2 separate regions of the Mus musculus genome follow, and region 1 is linked to region 2. A link is a contact called in public promoter capture Hi-C data. All regions are on one chromosome and are shown on one strand. The core of a region is the stretch at or near the end of the contact, and the rest is flanking DNA. Distances in the headings are between cores, read along the strand shown. Region 1 holds the start of Etfb (electron transferring flavoprotein, beta polypeptide). Region 2 holds the start of Lsm14a (LSM14A mRNA processing body assembly factor).

What was found. Promoter capture Hi-C pulls out the DNA fragments that hold promoters and counts their contacts.
Region 1: a contact with region 2 is called in a promoter capture Hi-C map of second pharyngeal arch cranial neural crest. The contact joins the promoter of Etfb here to the promoter of Lsm14a in region 2. A contact is called at or near these places in 3 of 39 promoter capture datasets (cranial neural crest, maxillary cranial neural crest and second pharyngeal arch cranial neural crest) and 1 of 484 Hi-C or Micro-C datasets (CD8 T cells).

The regions. Positions count from the first base shown.
Region 1 is chr7:43,442,604-43,447,167 of GRCm38.p6, forward strand. It overlaps Etfb (electron transferring flavoprotein, beta polypeptide), which reads left to right and starts at 1,469. Exons shown (of 6, transcript NM_026695.3): 1 at 1,469-1,601. The coding sequence starts at 1,545. Cldnd2 (claudin domain containing 2) reads left to right here. Exons shown (of 5, transcript NM_028849.1): 4 at 248-367; 5 at 614-717. The coding sequence ends at 687.
Region 2 is chr7:34,387,578-34,392,644 of GRCm38.p6, forward strand. It overlaps Lsm14a (LSM14A mRNA processing body assembly factor), which reads right to left and starts at 2,128. Exons shown (of 11, transcript NM_025948.3): 1 at 1,781-2,128. The coding sequence starts at 1,901. Gm12764 (predicted gene 12764) reads left to right here and starts at 1,036. Exons shown (of 2, transcript NR_169160.1): 1 at 1,036-1,431.

The sequences.
Region 1 (4,564 bases), core at 219-2,718, 9.1 Mb after region 2:
TGGGAGGGGAGATGAGGGAAGCTGGGAGACGTTGAGGGAGAGGAAACTGTGGTCGGGATAGATTGTATAAAGGAAGAATCTATTTTTAATAAAAAAAGAAAAGAGGAGGAGCAAGAAGCCCACGAAGGTGAAGCCAAAGGGAAGCTGGGCGTGGTTTGATAAGTCAGAGACAAGGGCAGTTCTGAGGGGTGGGCTTGGGTGCAGCTTCTACCTGGCCACGCTCACCTGACGGGTGGGCGTGGCCCAGGGTTGCTGCTGCTGATTGCCTTGGCCGTATACACTTCAAAGAATGCCTGGAAGCCAGAAGTCTTCTTCTCCTGGTCCTACTTTTTCGGATGGTTGGCTTTACCCTTCTTGTTTATTGCGGGTAACCAGCACGAGGGGAAGAGGGTGGAGACTACCCCTCTAGAGGACTCCCCTCCCCAGAAACTTCCCAGTCACCTATTCTTCCTAGCAAAGTCCACAATAACTTCCAGTGACTTCCCCGCCCCTGCACTCCAAGACACCCGATGGAAACGCCCTTGGAACCCCCATCCCTAGCTCCCAGGCAGGCCAGATCATCCGCCCCATAGCCCACCTTCCTTCCCCGGGCTCTGTACTCCCTTCCTGCCAGGCTTCTGCTTTCTGCTTGCCGACATGATCTTGCAGAGCACCGAAGCCATCAGCGGATTCCCGGTATGCCTATGAATGCGGCCTGCCTGGGGCAGAATAAAGGAATGGCTTTTAGCCTCGCCCCTGCGTGCTTTTCTGCGGAACGTAGAGACAGAAGCTTGGAGACTACAGAGACACGGATAAAGTGGCTTGTAGAGAGTTAAGGAGGTCAGAAGGAATGTGGGAGGGTAGGAACGGAGACTTGAACCCTGTAACGAGGTGTGTACCCTGGGGATTTGCAGATGCGGAAGCAGGGAGAGGGTGTAGGGACAAGCTGACACCGGGTAGTCCTAGCGGATGTAGGCGTAGAAGAAGGGGCGGGGACGAGCGCACCCGGGGAATGCACGGGGAGAGAATATGGGACTCGGGAGAGTCATAAAGCACGCAGTCGCGGGAGGAGGTGGGGATGAGCGGACACGGGAAAATCACAAGGAAGTAAAGTGTAGACGCAAGGATAAGGAGGGAATCTGCAGAAAGAATGCGGCGGCAAGCAAGTGAAGGAAGGCCTTGGGGGCGTAGGAAAAAAGGCACAGGGTGCGCGTGGGAACACAGACATGGGGGCTTGGAGTGCTGAGAAAGGAGGGATCTAGAAGTGAATTGCAGATCTGGGGACAACAGGAGTTACGAGGAGAGCATTAGGATAAATAAGCCCTCAGCAAACTTCACTCCTAGGAATGCCCTTTCCCCTACTTCTGTGCAACGCCCCCTCCACCCAGCGGTCCGCCGTGGACCCCGCCTCTCCCTGAATTCCGCTTCCTATTGGCTTTTTCTGAGTTGTGCGACGGTTGATTGGTCGGTGTTGCGGCGCGCAGGCGCAGAGACAGATACGGGGCGGAGTGTGTGACTATCTGGATTAGGAGCAACCTGACCCGGCCAGTGACTGCTGCAGGAAGATGGCGGAGCTGCGCGCGCTCGTGGCTGTCAAGAGGGTCATCGACTTCGCTGTGAAGGTGACTTTCCCCACCCCGACTAGGTCCCAGCACCCTGAGACCGCAGCTATGAACGTCCAAGAGCAGGAGCGTGCCCCACATAAGAGAACCTTTCAAAAGTCAATTTCTATTGCCCTTTGACCCGACGTCAGTCATACTTGGAGCAAAAATCAAGGGCTGTGAGATTTTGACAATCAGATCCTTCTGAGGTGACGACCCTTTTCCCCTCTCTCTCAGTCCCTTGATAACTGTGGGCTGGAGGAGTCATGGTCCCTATTTAACACGTGGAGAAACTGAGGCACAAAACTGGCACTTAGCAAGAGAGAATCAGAATAGAGAATTCTATGTGGGGCCTGCGGTTTCATCACTCATTACCTTGCAGGCTGCACTGTCTGCTCTAAATGTACAGCCACATGGAGAGCCATCTGGTTCCATGGGACTCAGAAAGCGCCTCACCCATATAGCCATGGGATGCTTGTCGACAGTTTTTTATTTAGGAAGGGAAGGAGACCTGTGCTTGCTGGAGAAGCAAGTTCAAAGGAGCCAGCTTAACTAAGACTTTGGAGTGTCCGTGAGCAGTCTGAGGGCAGCACCCCTGAGGCCCTGGGTTCTCCTCAGAGAGAAGCTGCTGTAGCCAGCATTGAATCAGACTGGGTTCCCAGGCCAGTCTCTCAATGCTTAGCCTAATCTGTACTGAAAAAAAGATGGTGGCAATTCATGTTTGTCTGTCCCCATTGTCCTGTGATCCCCCTTTGTGTCCTTCAAATTTCCTAGCATAAGGAAGATGCACCCAAGAGACCCTCTGAGATAGGTAAAAACGGGCTATATCATTTAATACCACCATCTACGTACCGCAGTTGAGGAATGAGACAAGAAGGATTCAGGAGACAGACTCAGACTTAATGTCCATGACCCAGACAGCACACATGGAAGTCGGCACAAAGCACCAGCAGATATAATTCCTGTACAGAGATTGATCCCTTTGTACAGCTTCTGTACTCTCAATCGAACAGGGTGGTTGAGGAAACCCAGGCCCGTGGAGGCCCTGTTACTTGCCAGATGCCTGCCCCCTGCCCCCAAGCTGGGTAAGCAGCAAGAATCAGGAGTCTGGGCAAGTCTGACTCTCTGCCTGTTTGCTAGAGAGAAAACGGGTTGGCTTGAGGTGGCTTCTAACAGCCTGTGACAGAGATGGTGCTTCCAGGTTTATTGAGATACATGTGGGTTTGTGGGCAACTCAACCACCATTAATTTGTTTGTTTATTTATTTATTTATTTGGGTGTGTGTGTGTTGATGGGAATTAAGCCCATGACCTTCCAAGTGCTAGGCCAGACCAGCACCACTGAGCTATAGCTCCAGTCTTTTTCCATTTTATTTTTAAAATTATTATTATTATTGACAAGGTATTTTTATTATAATTTAAATTTCTAAAATGATTTATTATTTATTTTTATTTTATGTGCATGGATGTTTTGCTTGCATGCATGCATGCGTGAAGGTGTCCAATACCCTGGGGCTAGTGTTTACAGACAGTTGTGAGCTACGATGTCCATAGCATAGGTCCCCTGGAAGTGCTCTTACCCACTGAGCCATCTCTCCAGTCTCCTCTAATTAGGCCTATGTGTGTGGATATGCACATAGAAGAAGTATAGGTGCCCCTGCAAGCTGGAGTAGAGCATTAGCAAACCCTGAAGCCAGTTATAGGTAATCGTGAGCTGCCTGATGGGTGTGTCAGGAACTGAACCTGGGTCCTTTAAAAGAGCACCAAGTGTTCTTAACTACTGAACTATCTCCCCAGCCCCTAGAGACAGTCTTATTTAGTCCAGGTTGGCCTGGAACTCACTAAGAGGTCGAGGATAGCCTTGAACTCCTGATCCTCCTGCCTCTACATCCTGAGTGATGGGATTACAGCTGTCTACTATCACTCCTGGGTCTCTACATCTTATTCTGAGGCGTTTAATTGCCCAGGCTGGCCTCAGACTCTACATCCTCAACCTCTCAACTGGCTTTGATGCTGGGCCTGCAACCCCGTACCCAGTACCCTCACCACCTTGAATGAACTCTAATCCCAGCGCCTCCTAGTGCAAAGCTTGGCCCATGGTCAGCTAGGCTGTGTTCCAGTATGAACCGAGAGCTTAAAGGTGAATACGGCATGGTGTCCTCTTTTCTTAGGGTCATGGCACTTCCCTCTCACACTGTGCAAGCTTCCTACTTCACATCCAGTGTCTGATGATACCCTCTTTGAGAAAGGCAGTGAGTCAGACCTTGCTACCCTGACTCCTGATACCATCTTTTCATCATCTGGTTACTTGGGCCAGACTTAGGTACCATCTTTTCTCCTAACACTCAATGTCAGAACCCACGGACTGTCAGTTCCCAGCCCCAAACCTTATACAGCACTGTTTCCTTTCTGACCCCAGGCCCTATCCCATTAACCCCTGTCTCACCTACAGCCTAACCCTAGCCTCCCCCTGAGATCTTGGGCTTTCCCCTCCAGCACTTTCTCATCCAGCCTCGGGGACTTCCTACATGCAGGGCTGACCTTGTCTTGGCTCCCCATCACTCTCCATACAAAGTCCCACCTTCTCAGGCTGGCTTTGGGACCCTTGGTTATTTGGTTCAGCCATCTATGGCTGGGGACCTTCTAGGTCTTGGGACCTTCTCCTCCCATTTCTGCTTCCAAACCTCCAGCCTGTACTCTGTCAATTGATTCCTTTGCTTTGGTGTCCTTTCTGCTGTACTCTCTAACATCCTTTTCCTGTCTTGACAATTGTGACCAATTGATTACATCAACATTGAATGAATCTCCTCTCTCCTGAGGTCCCCCCTCCCCCCGAATCTTATCCTGTAAGCCCTTTCCAGAGTATATTGTAGTCTTCTTGTTTACCCCAGTGTGCCACCTGCACCCCCATTTCCAGACTGGCAGCTCCTTGCAGACTGAACCAAGTCTCTCACCCACCTCAGTGTTCCTGGTATCACCCAGTTC
Region 2 (5,067 bases), core at 878-3,377:
GAGGGTTGCTTGGAACTCAGATCCACCTGGCACTAATCTCCTGAACGCCGGCACCAAGGCCCGTACCACCAAGCCCAGCTTCACACTATTAGTCAAGGCTTCAGTAATTACTAAGGAGAATCATACATCCTTAAGTATAGTGAACATCTACAAAGATGAAAGCAGGTTCTTTAAGAGGCAATGTGTTACAAAACTCCATAAGGCAAAGAGAAAGTTATGGGGTAGTTCCTGGAGTCTCAGTTTTGGCCTTCTTTGAGAGGGTTTCATGTGTACCAGGCAGATCTTGAATGCCTGACCTCCTGCTTCGACCTCCCTGGTGGAATCACAGGCATGCACCACCCACACTCGGTTTTTCTCACTGGGGAGCCAACCGGGTTTTATGCATTTAAGCATCGACTGAGATGACCTAGCTGTATTGCTTTAGCAGCCCTGATTTTGCATATCGGGGACTACAGGGGAGTGTCACAGCACCAAGCCTCATACTGCTCTTTAAAAAGCAGACTCCTTGACTTTTCAGTGTTTGATTCAAGGATTTTTTTTTTTAAGTAAATTGCCAAAAGTTATGTAAGTATCACAATGCAACTGTGGAAAACATCACCCTACTCTTTTATAGTGTCCCTTTTTTAAGCTTTGTTTTTGTGGTTCTGGGGAGGGAACCCAGATCTCCCACTTGCTAGAGAAGAGCTGTCAATCAAGCCACACCCCTACCCCCTATTAGGTATAATTCAAGAAACTGAAACTGTTAAAAGAAGCATCTATAAAAAATGCTTTTAGATTTAGAATCTTGCTATCCCTAGGACCTTTTTTCCTAGCATACTTAGTTCTTAACAATTCTACTAGGTGTGGTAGGAAAATAGACCTCCCTGGTATCAGAAACTGTTATAAGACTTCCCCTAGGATCAGAAACTCAAGTTTATTTTCTTTGTGCCTTCCTGTCACTAGCACGCGTGAACGGAAACAAAACCCACAAATTGACTGTATCGACTGTACAGACTATGGGGTTGGGGTAAGTAGGGGGGGATCCCCTTCCACACAACTTCCTCTCCCCAAGTACAGCGGAGTCGGTCAGCGCCCCGATAGTACTCGCTCTGAAGTGTGTACAAGAGTCCCGGATCATCAAAACTTAAACTTTCCTTTCTACCAGGGTTCCAGAAAATTGGCCCATGGGGACAGCAAGCAAGCATTTTAACGCGCACCCTTCGGTTGCATAAGAATTCCGGCATAACAGGTAACAATCACAGAGGAGACAAACGGGATGCGATCGACTGGACGGTACGAAACGGCCTTTCGAGATCACAAGTCTGCGGCGCAAACCCAAAGTTTGGAGCACACTCCTTAGGAGTTCACTCGACAACCGTCGCCACCGACCCAGACGAAGAACGCTGAGAAAATGGGTGCCCGAGGAATCAACACATCCGCATTCATCTCGAGGTAGGCGTCAAGATTCTTCGACTCCTCCGGCTTTGTTCGGCGCTTCCGAAGAAGGAACGACCGAATTTCGGTCTTGGAAGCCGCGAACCTGGGTGTGTTCTCCGGCTGGTTCCCGGGACTTTAGCATCGCCCCGCCCCGGGCGCCGCGCACTCGTTCCCCGGATGGAAGGCGCGGAGCTTCGGGGGAAAGGAAGCAGCCCGGGGAGCCCGGGGAGGCCGCAGCCCGGCCCTTGTCGCTTGGGGGCCGGGAGGGAGCGAGGCCCGTGAGGACCGCAGAGGGAGAAGAGCGCGAGGGCGGCGGGGCGCTCTACCCGCGCCCCCCAAAACCCCGAGGCCCGCCCCGCCGTACCTTTGGCGAGGGCTACCGTGGAGTTCTCGGTGTCGATGGTGTAGAGGATGCCCTCGTAGCGGATCTCCGCCTTGGAGATGAGGCTGATCTTGCTGCCGATGTAAGGGGTGCCCCCGCTCATGGCGCCGCCGCCGTCGCCCGCCGCTCGCACTCAGTCAGATCCCGCGCTGCGCCCGCCGCTCCGCCCGCCCGCCCGCTCGCTCGCTCCCTCCGTCGGCGCCTCACAGCAGCCGCCTCAGAACCAACATGGCGGCCGCGCCGGCTCCGCTTACCCTCCCCCAGCCTCCCGCCCTCAAACCGCGGCGCGGCGGCGGCGGCGGCGGCAGCAGCGGCGGCGGCGCAGGGCATGCCGGGAGGGCGAGGCGGCGTGCTTTCTCGCGAGACTCGCCGAGCTCACGGACGGTCCCGGGCTCTTTCCGCGGCGGCCCAGAGCGCTTGGCTTGCGCTCCCGACGTGGAAGGTTTTCACGGCACCTAGATGTCGCGGGAAGACTAGACGAGGGCCCATCCCGCCTGGTGATGCTGACTGCGGCCTCTGCCATTTCTAGGCGGGCTGCACTTTGGTACGAGCCCAGAGTCTTTGTAAGCGGTCGCCTCCCAGCTCCGGAGCCGCTCTCCGCGGGCCACGGAACTCTCACTGTAAACGCCAGAGCAGCCATCTTCGCCTGAGGAGTCTCACACTCCAAGGGCTGCCGCTCCGGGAGGCTCTGGGACTCTGTCCCCCAAACTGAGTCCAACCCTTTTTATGCGGCTTGATCCGTGTCCTAGCTTTCAAGATGTTCCCGGTCACTAACTATGCAAGAAACACCAGTCCAAGTGTTTCTCTGCCGCTTTGATCACTTAATGTCAGCTCCACTTTCTTAATAACGATCATCTCTCCGATCGGATACCAAATTGGCATCTTAAAACTTTGCATCCAGAGATGTAACTCTTCGGTTTTACTCCAAACTCGTCCCTCTAGCTTGTTCTCGGAGGTAACTATGAACCGGGAACGTTTGCTTAGTAGCTAAGACCCCAGTCCTGGATTGTCTTACACCTCCACACCTGTCCTAACTATAAATCTTGTCTGTTCAGGCTGGACCGTCTCCATCCGTACAGCTCTATATAACGCCTCAGTTACCCTGGCCAGAGTTGTTGGCAGTAGCTCCCGAAGAATTCTATTTCTCTTACCCCTACTAGGTTTTTCTTAACACAGCAGTCAGGGGGAATCATGTTCAAGTAGCAAGAGATTTTGGACTTTTGTTCAACTCAAGATAACATCCGTCTACTCAGTGCGCTCCACAGGTTACATTTTACACAAGGTGAAAACCAGACTTCCTAGTTTGGCTTATGAGGGCATGGATGATTTAATTTGTTGTTACACAGCTCCATACTGTTCCAAGCATCCCTTCTTCTCACAGCTTCCACAGTTCATTATACTCTGCTCAAAGCTGCCCTAAGAGGTGATGTATTTACAAAACTACAGTAGATCTCGCTTTACACCCCTCTTCTTGCCTTGCTCCCTCCCTACCCCCCATCGCATTTGTCTATTTAGTCATAAGTGTTTGTCTCCCTTCTTGGCTAGAATGCAAATATTTTGAGGAAGGGTTTCTGGTTTTAGACACTGTTTGCATCATCCTTGGGGCCAAGTGTAGCAACCGGCCCAGGACAGCTGCTCGGTAGACATTTGCTGCAAGAGTGAACAACTGGGATAAGAGCCGAACACAGGCAGCAAGTAGGATGTCTGGTGCGCTGAGCCAATGCATGGTGATTATCTGCGTGTTCCGGGAAAGCAGGAGAGAAGATTGATGAGCTGAGCTGTGACTGGTGCCCAGTGGCTTCAAGGGGGTCCCTGCTTCAGCATACAGTCATTATTTGGTGTGCAAATCTGCGTTTGGAGTCTTCCCTTTGTAGGTCTCAGACCAATGTTGCCTTCTCTTCCATAGTGAACACATTCTTTCCCTTGTCAGTTTCTATAAACTGATGATACCTAACTCTCAAATTTACATCTCTCACATCTCCTGGCTTCACACATACCAACCACATCACTGCCATCTCTGTTGGGTTTATTCCATGGTGTTAGCTGGTGATGGAACTAGCTGTACTCCATGTCCCAATTACATAGTACATTTAATTGCCAATTTGATAATTTCTCCGTTACTGTATCTATTCTCCTCTCTCCCCATCACCCCCAACAAACTGTCTTTATTCATGGTTCCTAGGGTCTTCTGGGGCCCAAGGTTTGTGTCTGCGATGGTTTGAATGTGTCTCCCAAGAATTCATGTAAAGTTTAATCCTCACTGGGGCAATATTGAAAAGTGGTTGTGGGCCGGGCAGTGGTGGCACATGCCTTTAATTCCAGCACTTGGGAGGCAGAGGCAGGCAGATTTCTGAGTGCGAGGCCAGCCTGGTCTACAAAGTGAGTTCCAGGACAGCCAGGGCTACACAGAGAAACCCTGTCTCAAAAATACAAAAAACAAAAAAACAAACAAACTAATTGATGGGGGAAGACCCAGCCCATTGTGGGTGGAGCCACCTCTGGGCCGGTTGTCCTATGATCTATAAGAAAGCAAGCTAAGCAAACCATGGAGTGCAAAGCTATAAGCAGCACCCCTCCATGGCCTCTGCATCAGCTTATGCCTCCAGGTTCCAGTCCTGGCTTCCCTCAGTGAGGGAGTGTTACCTAAAAGTGTAAGGGAAGAAATTCTGACGCCCCCAAGTTGCTTTTTGGTCGTAGTGTTTTATCATAGCAATAGTAACCCTAACCAGGAAACACGCAAAATCTTTTTTGTTGTTTTGAGACAGAGTCTATATAGCCCTGACTGTCCTGGAATTTGCTGTGTAGCCCAGGCTGGAACTCAAAGGGATCCATGTGTCTCTGCCTCCTGAATACCAAGAAAAGTCATTTGGCACTACACCCAACTAGGCTATAATTATCAGTAATTTTATTTTTAAATATAAGGTCCACACTTTTTTAAAGTGACCTGTGTGTGGTGCTGGGCATTGAACCCGCGGCCTTATATGTGCATGCTAGATAAGTACCACTGAGCTAATTTCCAAATTCTTGATTTCAATTAGTCTTGTACTTATCTTTTTAAAAAGATTCCTTTTTTATTATGGGTGTTTGTACAGACATATATATGTTATATATGAAGTATGTGCAGTGACTGTGGAGGCCAGAAGGGGGCGTTAGATTCCCTGGGACTTGATTTACAGATTGTTATGACCCACCATGTGGTTGTTGGGAACTGAGCCAGGTCCTCTGGAAGGGCAACCTTCACTGTTGAACCATCCCTCCAGGCCTTTCTT